2 separate regions of the Zea mays genome follow, and region 2 is linked to region 1. The links are chromatin contacts, called in public Hi-C maps. All regions are on one chromosome and are shown on one strand. The core of a region is the stretch at or near the end of the contact, and the rest is flanking DNA. Distances in the headings are between cores, read along the strand shown.

Region 1 (6,040 bases), core at 1,785-4,284:
GGTCGGTTGGCGTGGCGATCTGGCCAAGGTTGCTTCTCTGCGAAGACTGGGCCTCGGGCGAGCCGAAGAAACGCCAACCGACCCATCTGGGCTGGGGCACGCGGCGACAATTCACTCGTCGGTCCAGGGACCCCCCAGGGTCGAAACGCCGACAGTAAGATACCTAATAGGTACACAAAGCCATACTCATATCCACTAGACAAAAATTTGTCCCATACCTATACCCACTATCCATCATAGATATAAAGTTATGCCATACTCATACCCACCAAGGGTAGTGGGTATCCATACCCATTAACATTAATGATAGACATGATCGTTTGAATCGCAAAAGTAAACACCAAATACAAAATGTTGAAATCTCAGAACTCATCAATATTGAAAGATGCTAAAGTAATATATCATCTTTGTGTTAGCATGACAAATTCATTAAACCCAACATAATTTTATCACAAGATCAACAACATTCAACATTAAATGGCAACATCATGCAAACCCATACATGAGAGAGAACAAGTCCTTAGTCTGGACCCATATGTCATATATAAGCAGGTCTTCCATCAGGTAGCAGGTATGTGGCAATAGAGAATATACCGACGTCAACTATACACAATGGGTATAACAAATGACCCAATAAAATACCCATAGGTATCAAAATTCGCCATACCCATGTCATCCATAGTTCAACGACAGTCGACATGACCGGTCAAGCCTTTGATGGGTCGACTTAGACTGATATCGCCCGCTCTAGTAAGGGACATGGTCAGTATCGACCGGCTAGTACCGCTCCCACGTTGGGGGTCATCTACGATGCAAGTGGACACACAACCATTTTTATCAATACTTCTGTAGAGAGCACCGTCAGTCAGTTTGTTCTAGTGTTTTGGGGCAACATTGTGCGTTCGCCTGCCACGTGACCCAGTCAAGCGCGCCGGCTCGGTAGTTTGGATTGGACCATTGGAGCGGTGGAATCGTTTCGCCGCTCCCCGGCTCTACCATCCGTCGTGTACGCCGCCCAATTGATACATGTACGCTTCCGCTCCGCTCATGCTCATGCTCATGCTCATCCCCCGTCATCCGGCTCATCGGAAGGATGCCACGTTCATTCATCACGCCGTGCGCCGGCCCTGCGCGTCGCTCTCCCCGCCGCGGGCGCACACACGCACGAAGCGAATGCATGGCCAGCCGGGCCCTGATTGGGGGGGGGGGGGGGGCAGCCGAGCCAACCGACCACGTCGTATAGTATAGGACGGGTGAAGCACAGCGAACGATAGATACTATACAACGGAGCCGCCTGGCGTCGTGGGAGTTGTTCCAGCGTCCGTCCTCAATGATTTATGACAGGAACCCTCCTGGCTCGTCGCTCACGTTTATGGGCGGTATGCTCGGTCGCGCCAGCCTCCAGGGGCTCCAGCCCTTCCCCACTCCTCCAGCGGCGCGGCTCGAACGGGGCACATGCGGAGCATGACCACCCGCCGCTGCTTAAATGCGGCGAGCGTCGGTGGCGGTGGCTGGCGCGGGGCGGGGGCGTACGGCGGTTTCACTCATCGACCTACCAGCTACCAGTGCCAGGGCCAGACTGTCGGCTCCTGTACCCGTCTCCGGCTGGCCGCTCCGGAGTCAAAAGGAGGCCGATCCGCCGTACGATACGGTCGTGCTAAAATTGGGGGCGGGCAGCAGTACAATGACAGCTCCTCCTGGCAACCTGGACGGCAGTGCCACACTGTTCGAGTTCATGCCGTTCCTGGATACCAGCTGGAAAATCTGCATACTTCCAATTCCAATACAGGAGAGGACCCGAACCCGGACCCGGCCTTGGTGTGCGCGAGGTGAGTCGAGTCTGGACGACTCTGGAGGTGCAGCGATTTTTTGGGTGAGATAAATGCCTGCTACTCTACAGTTTCAGTAGAGAAACAGTGCTGCAGGTTGCTCCATAAGCCTGCGGTCAAAAATGGCAGTGTGTACACTTGAGGCCCTGTTTGGGAATAAAGTTTTTGAAAACTACAGTTTTTGAAATACTATACTATACTTTAGTTATGACAATACCGTAGTTTATAATACCGCAGTTTTGAAAACTGAGGTCCAGAGCTAAGTTTAGAATGCCTTAAAACAACTATAGTATTTGCAATACTTCAGTTTTGAAAACAGAGATTTTACCCAGCTTGCCAAACACCATTATGTATATAATACTGCAGTATTTGAGAATACTGCAGTATTCTTCCAAAACTGCAGAAAAACTTTGTTCCCAAACACCTCCTGAAAGTTGGAGCCATGGCCGCCATGCCTTCTTTTACGATCAGACAGACTGGCAGGCAAGCAGGGATGGCCAGCAAAGAACGACGCATGCGCGCGCCTCGTGAGCAGCCGTGTCAACGCACGACACGTGCCTCCCGTCGACCCGGGTTGGGATCATCGGCTAAGCTCAGCACAGCACAGCACCGCATCTTTTTCTCCTGTGGGAGACGCCCAGTTGCCAGTTGGTACGAGGAAAGCACAAAGCGGGCCGGGGAAAGCAGAGCAAGCATGAGTGAGTGTGCGCTGCAACTTGGGACTGTTCCGTAAGCACATCTTTTCTGCATCAAATTGGCGTTTGCATGCTTACTTGGCTGTCAGGGTTCTGTGGTTCGTTAACCGGAATGCAACCGTAAACAAAGTCAAAATTCAGGTCAAGTTGGAGTGTCGCAGGCAAGGCCTTAATAAGTTCTTAACCAGGAGTACATACAGAACAAAACCTCATGCCATTCGCTCGCTGACCTGGTGCAGCTAAGCACACTGCACTGCAAGATCTGTGTGACCATGATGTCCATAACCATAAAATAATATAAGCCCATCCAGCAAAGCAGGCTATTAAACAAGCGATCCAGGACCTCGGCTCAAATCTAACACCATTTATTACCCTTTATTTTTCTTTCTAAAATACTAAGCCTGTGCCCTCCCGGCTGACCAATTGGCCCCACCGGCTCAGTCTCTGGCCCACTGTCTGCGTCCCTCTATCTACGCGTATAAACCCCCACCCCACCCCGTTCGCGCAGCCGCCCGCCACGCCTTCCTCCGGACGCCAGTCTGCGAGCGCCGAGCGCCCGAGCGCAGCCAGGTGTCGCCCGCCCGCCCGCCTCCGGCAAATGTGACTTGCAGACGAAGGTCGCTGCAGTGGCCCGTGCTCGATGGTGGCAAGGTGCGCGCACGCCGACGCCGGCGGGTTCCGCATCTGGCCGATCTTCTCCGCCGCCTCGCTGCGGAGGAAGGTGCTAGAGGTTCTCGCGTGCGGCGGCGGTGGCGGTGGCGGTGACGGAGGCGGTTCCTGCCGTGGACGGACGGCCTACCGGTCGCCACAGCGGATTCCGAGGCCGAGACCGCGGTCGGACAGGCTCGCGGAGCTGCTCAGGGCCGAGCAGCCGTCCGAGTGCAGCGACGAGGCTGAGGCCGAGGCCGAGGCGGCGGCCAGGAAGGTGGAGGCGTTGGAGGAGCTGAAGGGCGTGGTGGGGGCGCTCCGGGACGGCGGGGGCGACGGCTGCATGTCCCGCGTCGAGGCGGCCATGGCCGTGCGGAGCAAGGCCAAGGACGACGCCGGCGCTAGGGAGATGCTCGCGATGCTCGGCGCCATCCCGCCGCTCGTCGCGATGCTGGACGAGGGCGGCGACGTGGGGGAGGATGTCACGACCGCAGCGCTGTACGCGCTGCTCAACTTGGGGATCGGCAATGACACGTGAGTTGTCTGCCTTCTCTGTTTCGTGATCAGATCTGGGGGGATTCGGTTTCGGAATGTGCAGAGCTGTCTGCATGATTGTTGCCAGGAACAAGGCGGCGATCGTGCAGGCCGGTGCCGTGCACAAGATGCTCCGCATTGCGGAGGGCGGCGCGCTAACGGAGGCGGCCGTGGTCGCCAACTTCCTCTGCCTCAGCGCACTCGACGCCAACAAGCCCGTCATCGGCGCGTCCGGCGCCGCGCCCTTCCTCGTGCGCGCGTTCCAGGCCGCGTCCTCCACTGAGCAGGCGCGCCACGACGCGCTGCGCGCGCTCCTGAACCTCTCCATCGCGCCCGCCAACGCGCTGCACCTGCTGGCGGCCGGGCTCGCGCCGGCGCTGGTGGCGGCCGTGGGGGACGGCCCTGTGACGGACCGCGCGCTCGCCGTGCTCTGCAACCTCGTGGCGGCCTGCCCCGAGGGCCGCCGCGCCGTGAGCCGCGCCCCCGACGCGGTGCCGTCCCTCGTCGACGTGCTCAACTGGGCCGACGAGCCCGGGTGCCAGGAGAAGGCGGCCTACGTGCTGATGGTCCTGGCGCACCGGAGCTACGGTGACCGCGCCGCCATGGCCGAGGCCGGCGCCTCGTCCGCGCTCCTGGAGCTCACGCTCGTGGGCACGGCGCTCGCGCAGAAGCGCGCGTCCAGGATCCTGGAGATCCTCCGCGCCGACAAGGGCAAGCAGGTCGCGGAAGACGCCTCGGGCGTCGTGGCGACGGTGTCGGCGCCGCAGGAGCGCGGGTGCCGCGGGGAGGAGTCGGTGGACGGGGAGTTCGCCGACGCCGGCATGAGCGCGGAGAAGCGCGCCGTGCGGCAGCTGGTTCAGCAGAGCCTGCAGAGCAACATGCGCCGCATCGTCCGCCGCGCGCGGCTGCCGCAGGACTTGGCTCCGGCACCGACTGAGAGCCTCAAGGCGCTCACTGCCTCCTCCACCTCCAAGAGCCTACCGTTCTAGGAGATCATGCAGAATCCATATGCCAGAAGAAGAAGAAAAAAACGCACAGGTAAAAAAGACGAGCTTATTCATCGCCGTCCCTTCACAGCTACACATCACTGTTTTCGTCTGGAACCTTAAATTCTAGCTAGTTGATCAGTGATCACTCAGCTACCATATCAACATTCAACACTGATCTTGCAGTTTGTCTGCCATTGCAGTCGTTGGCTGAACCATTGTCTCACAAAAGGCTGCTACTAAACAACAAGTCTAATCAGCCATGGAAATTTCCACTTGGCCCTAGCAAACAATAATATATTTCCCACGAACCAACTAAGCACATTTTTAGACTTTTTCTCAGTTTCTTTAATCTTTGACCAATGTCCAATCCACCACAGCCAACGAGTACACGAACTTGAAGGGTCTAGTAGTATTTTTGTACTGTCCTAAACTACAACATCAGGCATTTTTCTGGAAGAAGGTTGAAGTCTTGTTCCTGGCTTGGGTTGTGTCGTCAGTCGCCACTCCTTTACCTCGACCTCGAGAGCGAGACCGCGGTCATTAACAGCTGCTTTGTTGCTTTCTGGGAAAGCAAGCTCGAGTCCCTACAGTCCATTGTCGCCCCCTACCCAAAAAAGCTCGAGACAGGTCATCATCGCGCTCACTTTTGTTAGTTTTATCCTGCAAGTCACAGCTGAATAGCTCATCCACTGTCATTACTCCTGTAAACCAGCTCTGGAATCCATGGAATAGTTTATACTACTACTAGACATTTTTCTATATCCTGCTGAACTGTACTGTTGCTTTTGATGGCGGGCCAGACAGTTAAAAAAGAAGAAGAAGAAGAAAAACTCTCTCTGAATCTGTCTTGGCAGCAGGGAAGATGAGGCCAGGAGAGTTGATGAGGAGACTTTGCTGCGTTCCGTTCCGTTGCTGCATGCGTCGGAGACCGGGAATCTTTCGGGCGCCCTGAAGCGGAAGCGGAGTGACGAGAAGATGGGGGCTAATCTAAAGCAGTTGTTTAACCGCGCTGCTCGTTGCCGCTTTTTTTTCTTCTCGTGCCTGCTGACGGAACCCACGTGCGCGGACCGACCTGTTCAAGTCCAGGCTCTGACAGACGAGAGCTGGCCTCGAGATGTTCTCCTAATCGCTTTCGCATTTCTTAATCGCCTTCGACTCGTTATCTTCCGCTTCTGTATATGGGAATAGCTATAGGATAGTAAGTAGTTTGTTTAGCCATACTACACCTAGTGGTCAGTGTGTTCGGGGCTTGCTCTTTGGGCACATGTTCTTTCTTGTTGTTGCTGAATGTGGTAGTAGGGTAGTGGAAAGTCTTAGAAGAACTAGAAAGAGGATGCGTGTGGAC
Region 2 (6,040 bases), core at 1,655-4,154, 530 kb after region 1:
TATTTATTTTAAGTATAAATTTAGAGTATTATGAGTGCCGATAGTCTAAGTCTATCTGCACTCAATATACTCTAAAGATATGCTAGAGTGGTTTGGATGGCCTTGTTTGCTTGGAATCTTTTTTCCATGACCATTTTTTATGCGAATTATTTGGTATAAACTACACGAAGAGAGGCAATCAAATCATATTGTACAACATTCTTTATGTAAAGTATATTACTTTCGTACTATCTGATTCTGATAGTTTGCTCACTTTATTTTTCTCAAATAATATCATATCGGTGGTGCTCTCTTTTTCCTTGTCAATAGTACACGCAAGCACAATTATTAGGTCCCAGCCAAAAAAAAAGTGCAACAATAATTTCACTTGTGGGTTGGCAAAGGGCGAAAGGCCATTTGACTACTATATATTACTCGACATAATGAGTTGTGCATCTTAACTAATCGAGCAAAAAAAACCAAAAACAAAGACAGGGCCATAACCAATTTCAAATAGGACACAGGAGGAACCACTACAATGATCAACTTCGCAGGAAAAAGATTCTGAGAAAAATATCAAATAATTGTATGGACCTTAAGACTATTCTCGGTCCCAAGTATCATATACTCCAATATCCAAAAATACCACATAAGATAAAAAAGTATGATATTGATACAAGATACACTCCCTTTATCATATTTATATGTTTTAATTATTTAATTGGTGTTGTCTATAAAAATAGACCTCAGTAATATTTTGTGTGTGTCATAACCTAAGATATCATGTGAAAGCAGTATCTTACTTAAGATAGCTTTTATCTTCCTCCTATTAAATACCTTGTCACATTAGCAAAAAAAAAATCCTATCGTGTAATTACTTTTGTAACACCGAAATTTCCACCTAGCTCATTGAACATCGAAGACTTGTATGAATATCCATTGCTGATTAAGAACAACCTAGATCCTGTGAAAATGACATAGTAATAATTGATTTAATTGGTAGAATCATCCTGATGGGAAAAAATATATGGGGACCAAAACTAAATTTGATCACGGGCAAAATTTTGTATGCACACATCTCCAGAAAATACAGGTTATGATCGTACAAAACTTGGCAAGTCGATCGAAAACTCCCCGGCTCGATTCGACTCTTTCCTTCCTGTACAGCATATGGCACACAACGAACTAGCCACCATGGCAGTCTCGAAGCAACGACGAGAACTTGAAACTTTACATGCTATAAAAAGCTGGTGCCAGTGCAGCCGTGTTTAACTCCTACGCAAAGTTGCTACAACTTCCACGTGACAGACGGGGACGCTTGTTCACGCGGTGCCGACGGCGGCGGCGGGGCTGTCGCCCTGCCACGCCCAGACGATCTCCGTGAGCCCCGGGCGGACGTCGACGGCGCAGAACTTGTTAAAGTCCAGCGCGTCCCCGGCGTCGTGCACGAACTCGACCACGGTCACGTCCACGGCCACCTCGAGCACCTCGGCGGTGGCCGCGAGCCGTCCGTTCGTGCCCTCGGCCTTGGCCTCCATCCTCACCTTCCAGCCTTTCCCCCTGGTGACCTCGAATCCTAGGGCGCGCGCCACGGACTCCAGCTTCTCCACCACGGTGGCCGCCGGCGCGCGGGCCGTGAACACGGTCGCGGTCTTCTGCTCGCTCTCGAACAGCCCCGACAGGTCGAACCCGGAGGACATGGACGAGATGAGCTGGAACGCGTTGCACGACCGAGGGGAGGTGGCGCCAGAGTGGTTGCTGTTGCTGTTGTCGTCGTCGTCGTTGTCGAAGAGGGCAGCGCCTTCGTCCAGCTGCTGTTTCTTGGGCGTCACCGGGGGCGAAAGGACGGGCGGCACGAAGCCCTTCCTGAACCACGGCGTGCACATGATCTCGGCGATGGAGGCGCGCTTGGCGGGGTCGACGACGAGCAGGCGCGCGATGAGGCGGCGCGCGTCGCCGGAGACCCAGGGCGGCACCTGGTAGTCGGCCTTGAAGATCTTCTGGTACAACTTGACGTAGTTGTCGTGCTGGAACGGGAGGAAGCCGCAGAGGAGGACGTAGAGCACGACGCCGCAGGACCAGAGGTCGGCGCGGGCGCCGTCGTAGCCGCGCTTCCTGAGCACCTCGGGCGCGACGTACGCGGGGGTGCCGCACTGCGTGTGGAGCAGGCCGTCGTGGCGCAGCTGCTCGGGCAGCGCGGCCAGCCCGAAGTCGGTGACCTTGAGCCGCCCCGCCTCGTCCAGCAGCAGGTTCTCGGGCTTGAGGTCCCGGTGCGCGACGCCGCGGCGGTGGCAGAAGCCGACGGCGGCGACCAGCTGCTGGAAGTAGCGGCGCGCGTGGTCCTCGTCGAGGCGGCCCCGGGCCACCTTGGCGAAGAGCTCCCCGCCGCGCGCGTACTCCATGACGACGAAGACGCGGGAGCGGCTGGCGAGCACCTCCCGGATGCCCACCACGTTGGGGTGCCGCACCATCCGCATGATGGAGATCTCCCGGCGCAGCTGCTCCACCATCCCCTCCGTGCGCCGCAGCCGCGCCTTGTCGATCACCTTGATGGCTACGCTGCAGCTGTGGCCCGTGCCGGCGCCGGCGCTCAGGTCCCTCGCGTAGTAAACCTTGGCGAAGGTGCCCTGCCCCAGCAGGCGGCCCAGCTCGTACTTGCCCAGCACCAGCTTCCGTTCCTCCTCTCCGGGCTCCGCTTCCCGCCCTGATCTCGCCATGCTCTCTGCTGCTTACTGTTTACTAGTGCTCCGGTAGCTGGCTGCTTCTTGTTTTGCTGTTGCCGCTACTGGCAGCTCCGGGCGGCCGGGCGCTGCTGATTTAGTGGCGCGTGGGAACGTGGCGGGCGCGGCACATGGTTTTCCTTGGGGGGGCCCGGGGGGACTTTGGTTCGAATGTGGGCTCGGCCAGTGCGGCACACGGGATTTGCAAAGTCGTTGGGCGCCGGGGGGCTCGCTTATTTGTATGTAGCGGTGTGGTGTGGTGTGGTACTGTGGTGTGGTGCGCGCGCGGCGGACCAACGTGAGGCGGGCACGCGGACCGAACGGGTGGGGTCGAGCCTGCGAGGAGCGGGGGTGAGGTGGGAGCTACGGAGTGGAGGCGGGAGCGAGGAAGGGCCCATGACGCGTCGGGAGCGGTTGTTGCCGGCGAGGTTGGAGCACCGAAGATTCGGGCGGATCTGCTGCCGGGTGATTGGGCCATTTCCTGCGCCCGTTCAGCGTTCAACCTTCAACGTTGTTGTACCATGGCAACCTTGGCCGGCAGCAGGTCTAGAGTTCTCGTCTAGTAGTGGAATGTCCTCATTGCCAGCGAGATTAGGTTTGTTTAGGGAGAGCAATTAGACGGGAAAGACTGTTTCCTAGTATCATGTGCCAAGAATCTGCCCTCCCATTAAGAACCAATTTGGAATGTGATTTCTCTCTATATTTTTTTGTTTTTTTTTTCTAAAAATACATTGATTCACGCAAAATTCTCGTAGAATTACTTTTATGTCCCGTTTGTTTTCTTTATCTTGAGGAATTGGAATTTTACTAATGCAATAGGCTATTTTTTTAGAATATGACATTCCACACTTTCCAAAGTTATCATATAAGAATATCTCAAATTCATGAGGTAAGAGATAAAAATTGATTCTATAAATTTACATGCTATTTTTCCGATGTACAACTTATAACACACTCTTATACTTGCTTCGCTATAATATAAATATAATATATAACTATCTCTCATATAATTTAGGATAATATACAAATATATTATATATATAAATATATGAACTTAATTAGTTTTATCTAAATTATAATTATTATAATAGAATTCAATTCCAATGAAACAAATGTGGCCTTACTTTTTTTTGTTACATTGACCATTACTAAGAATTTTTTCATAAGTAAATATGTTCCTCAATAATTGGAAGTTAACTAACACACTTACACACGTCTTTATTAACATAGGCTTGCGGAATGGACTTCACTACCGATAAAACAATCAAAAGTGGAGTAAAAAAGAGACATGCAAAGGCTACAGGCTCAAAGTGAATTATCCTACAAAGGGAAAAATACTGAACGGCCGCCGCACTAGAGATGGCAACGGGTACGTACCCGCCGGGTATTGTCTTTCCATACCCGCACCCGCGACAAAAAAATATACCCGACACAATACCCATACCCGGTTGCGGGTAGAAATGTTTACCCATACCCGTACCCGAGTGGGTATTGTTACCCGACGGGTAACCCATACCCGGCAGCCACCCGATTCAGATTAATTAAGTTAGGTAAAAAACAGTAGCAAAAGTATAAGACATCAGTTCAAATCACTGCCACGCCATTGCCTCACATAGTCACATGATTACAAGCCATAAGTTCAAAAGTTGCAGCTTACAGGCATCAGTGCATCACAGATATTTCATTACAGGCATCAGTAGTTCAGTACCAGCCTACCAGGCTACCAAAAGAACTAGTTTTTCATGCACCAAAAAAGTTACTTTACCACTACCAGCCTACCAGGCTACCAAAAGAACTAGTTTTTCATGCACCAAAAAACATGTGACCATGACACCAATCACATCATCGACGTTGCAGCAAGCAGGCAATAGGCTGTTAGAGTTTAGACTTGACTTTATTGATTCAAAGGGCAAGCTCCTACATGAACAAATTTAGAATTAGTTAGCAGTGAAGGCACAAAATTAATCAAACAAGGACAAGTTAGAAAGAATAACCTGAAGGCCCTCTTGTATGTCTTGGAGACAAGACCAAAAGGTAGCAGGTTTCTTGCTCGTATCATCAACTAGAAACACAAATGTATAAGTTTTCAGGCATGAGTATAAATAAAATATGAATTCTACAGACTACAACAAACCAATTGTATACCTTTGTACTTGTTCCGAAGCCAGTTTTGGGAACACATGAGAGCCTCCAACATCTTAGAAGTGAGCCTGCTACGATGCTCACTAAGAACTCTACCCCCGGTGCTGAAAGCTGACTCCGAAGCAACAGTTGTAACAGGGATAGCATATATATCCCTTGCAATCATCCTCAAAGTGGGATATCGAGTTCCCGCCACCTTCCACCAATCCAACACATTAAAGTTTTTTGTTTGCATGCTCAACATCTCTTCATCCAAGTAGCGGTCCAATTCTGATTTAAACCCCATGTTTGCTGGCTTCCTACTTGCAACACGTGCACTAATGGAAGATAAGTAGTCATCATTGTTGCTAACTATAGGAGTTGATGTTTGGCTGCCCTCTAAATCCTCTTCTACATGGTACTCACGCATCAAGTCAGCTAACAAGTTCTTAACATCATTAACACTGTCCTCACATGCTTGACCCGATATTCCAAGTAAATCCTCATAACAAATCAACAACACTGTGGTCTTGAATCGGGGATCAAGAAGAGTTGCAATGCCCATTAACCCTTGTATGTCAGTCCAATACTTATCAAACTTGGTTACCATATTAGCTGACATGGCTTCCACTAATGGGTTGCCACAAGTCGACCATTGCCTAATTTTCTTTCTAATCTCAGCAATTTTAGTGAAGTAGATGTTAGCTGTGACATAATCTGTCCCAGAAAAAAGTTCAGTGATATTATAGAACAACCTAAGCCTTTCCACAACATCCTCTGCAAATTTCCACTCCTCCTCAGTTGGCAAAGATGTGTACTGTCTATCTACACGGCTTGCTCTAACAAAAACAACCTTGTAGGGCAATGCACTTTCTAGCATGCTAAAGGTAGAATTCCACCTAGTCCTACAGTCAAGTCCAATCTTTTTCTTGCCAACAACCTTGACAAACTTAGCTATTTCCTCAAACTTTTCAACCCTTTTAGGTGTGGCTGTCCAATAAGCTACGCTGTCACGGATGTTCTCAATTGCATCTTTCAACTCCTCTAACCCATCCTTTACTATCAAGTTAAGAATATGCGCAGAACAGCGCATGTGTAATAATTTACCATCATTTAACAACTTATGCTTTCCAATGTTCCTCACAAGTATAGGGATTACCGCATCATTTGTGGTGCAGTTGTCTAGAGTAATTGAGGATATCTTTTCATCAAGATTCCAA

Evidence for each region. Hi-C and Micro-C count contacts between places; a contact is called where the count stands out from the background.
Region 2: a Hi-C map of endosperm shows a contact between it and region 1, with 2.8 times the contacts expected there. The contact joins the promoter of LOC100284454 here to the promoter of LOC100194379 in region 1. A contact is called at or near these places in 2 of 25 Hi-C or Micro-C datasets (endosperm and tassel).

Annotation. Positions count from the first base shown.
Region 1 is chr7:119,906,212-119,912,251 of Zm-B73-REFERENCE-NAM-5.0, forward strand. LOC100194379 reads left to right here and starts at 3,035. Exons shown (of 3, transcript NM_001416008.1): 1 at 3,035-3,706; 2 at 3,795-4,744; 3 at 5,496-6,040. The coding sequence starts at 3,165. The coding sequence ends at 4,695.
Region 2 is chr7:120,433,029-120,439,068 of Zm-B73-REFERENCE-NAM-5.0, forward strand. LOC100284454 reads right to left here and starts at 2,905. Exons shown (of 1, transcript NM_001157349.3): 1 at 1,025-2,905. The coding sequence starts at 2,696. The coding sequence ends at 1,302.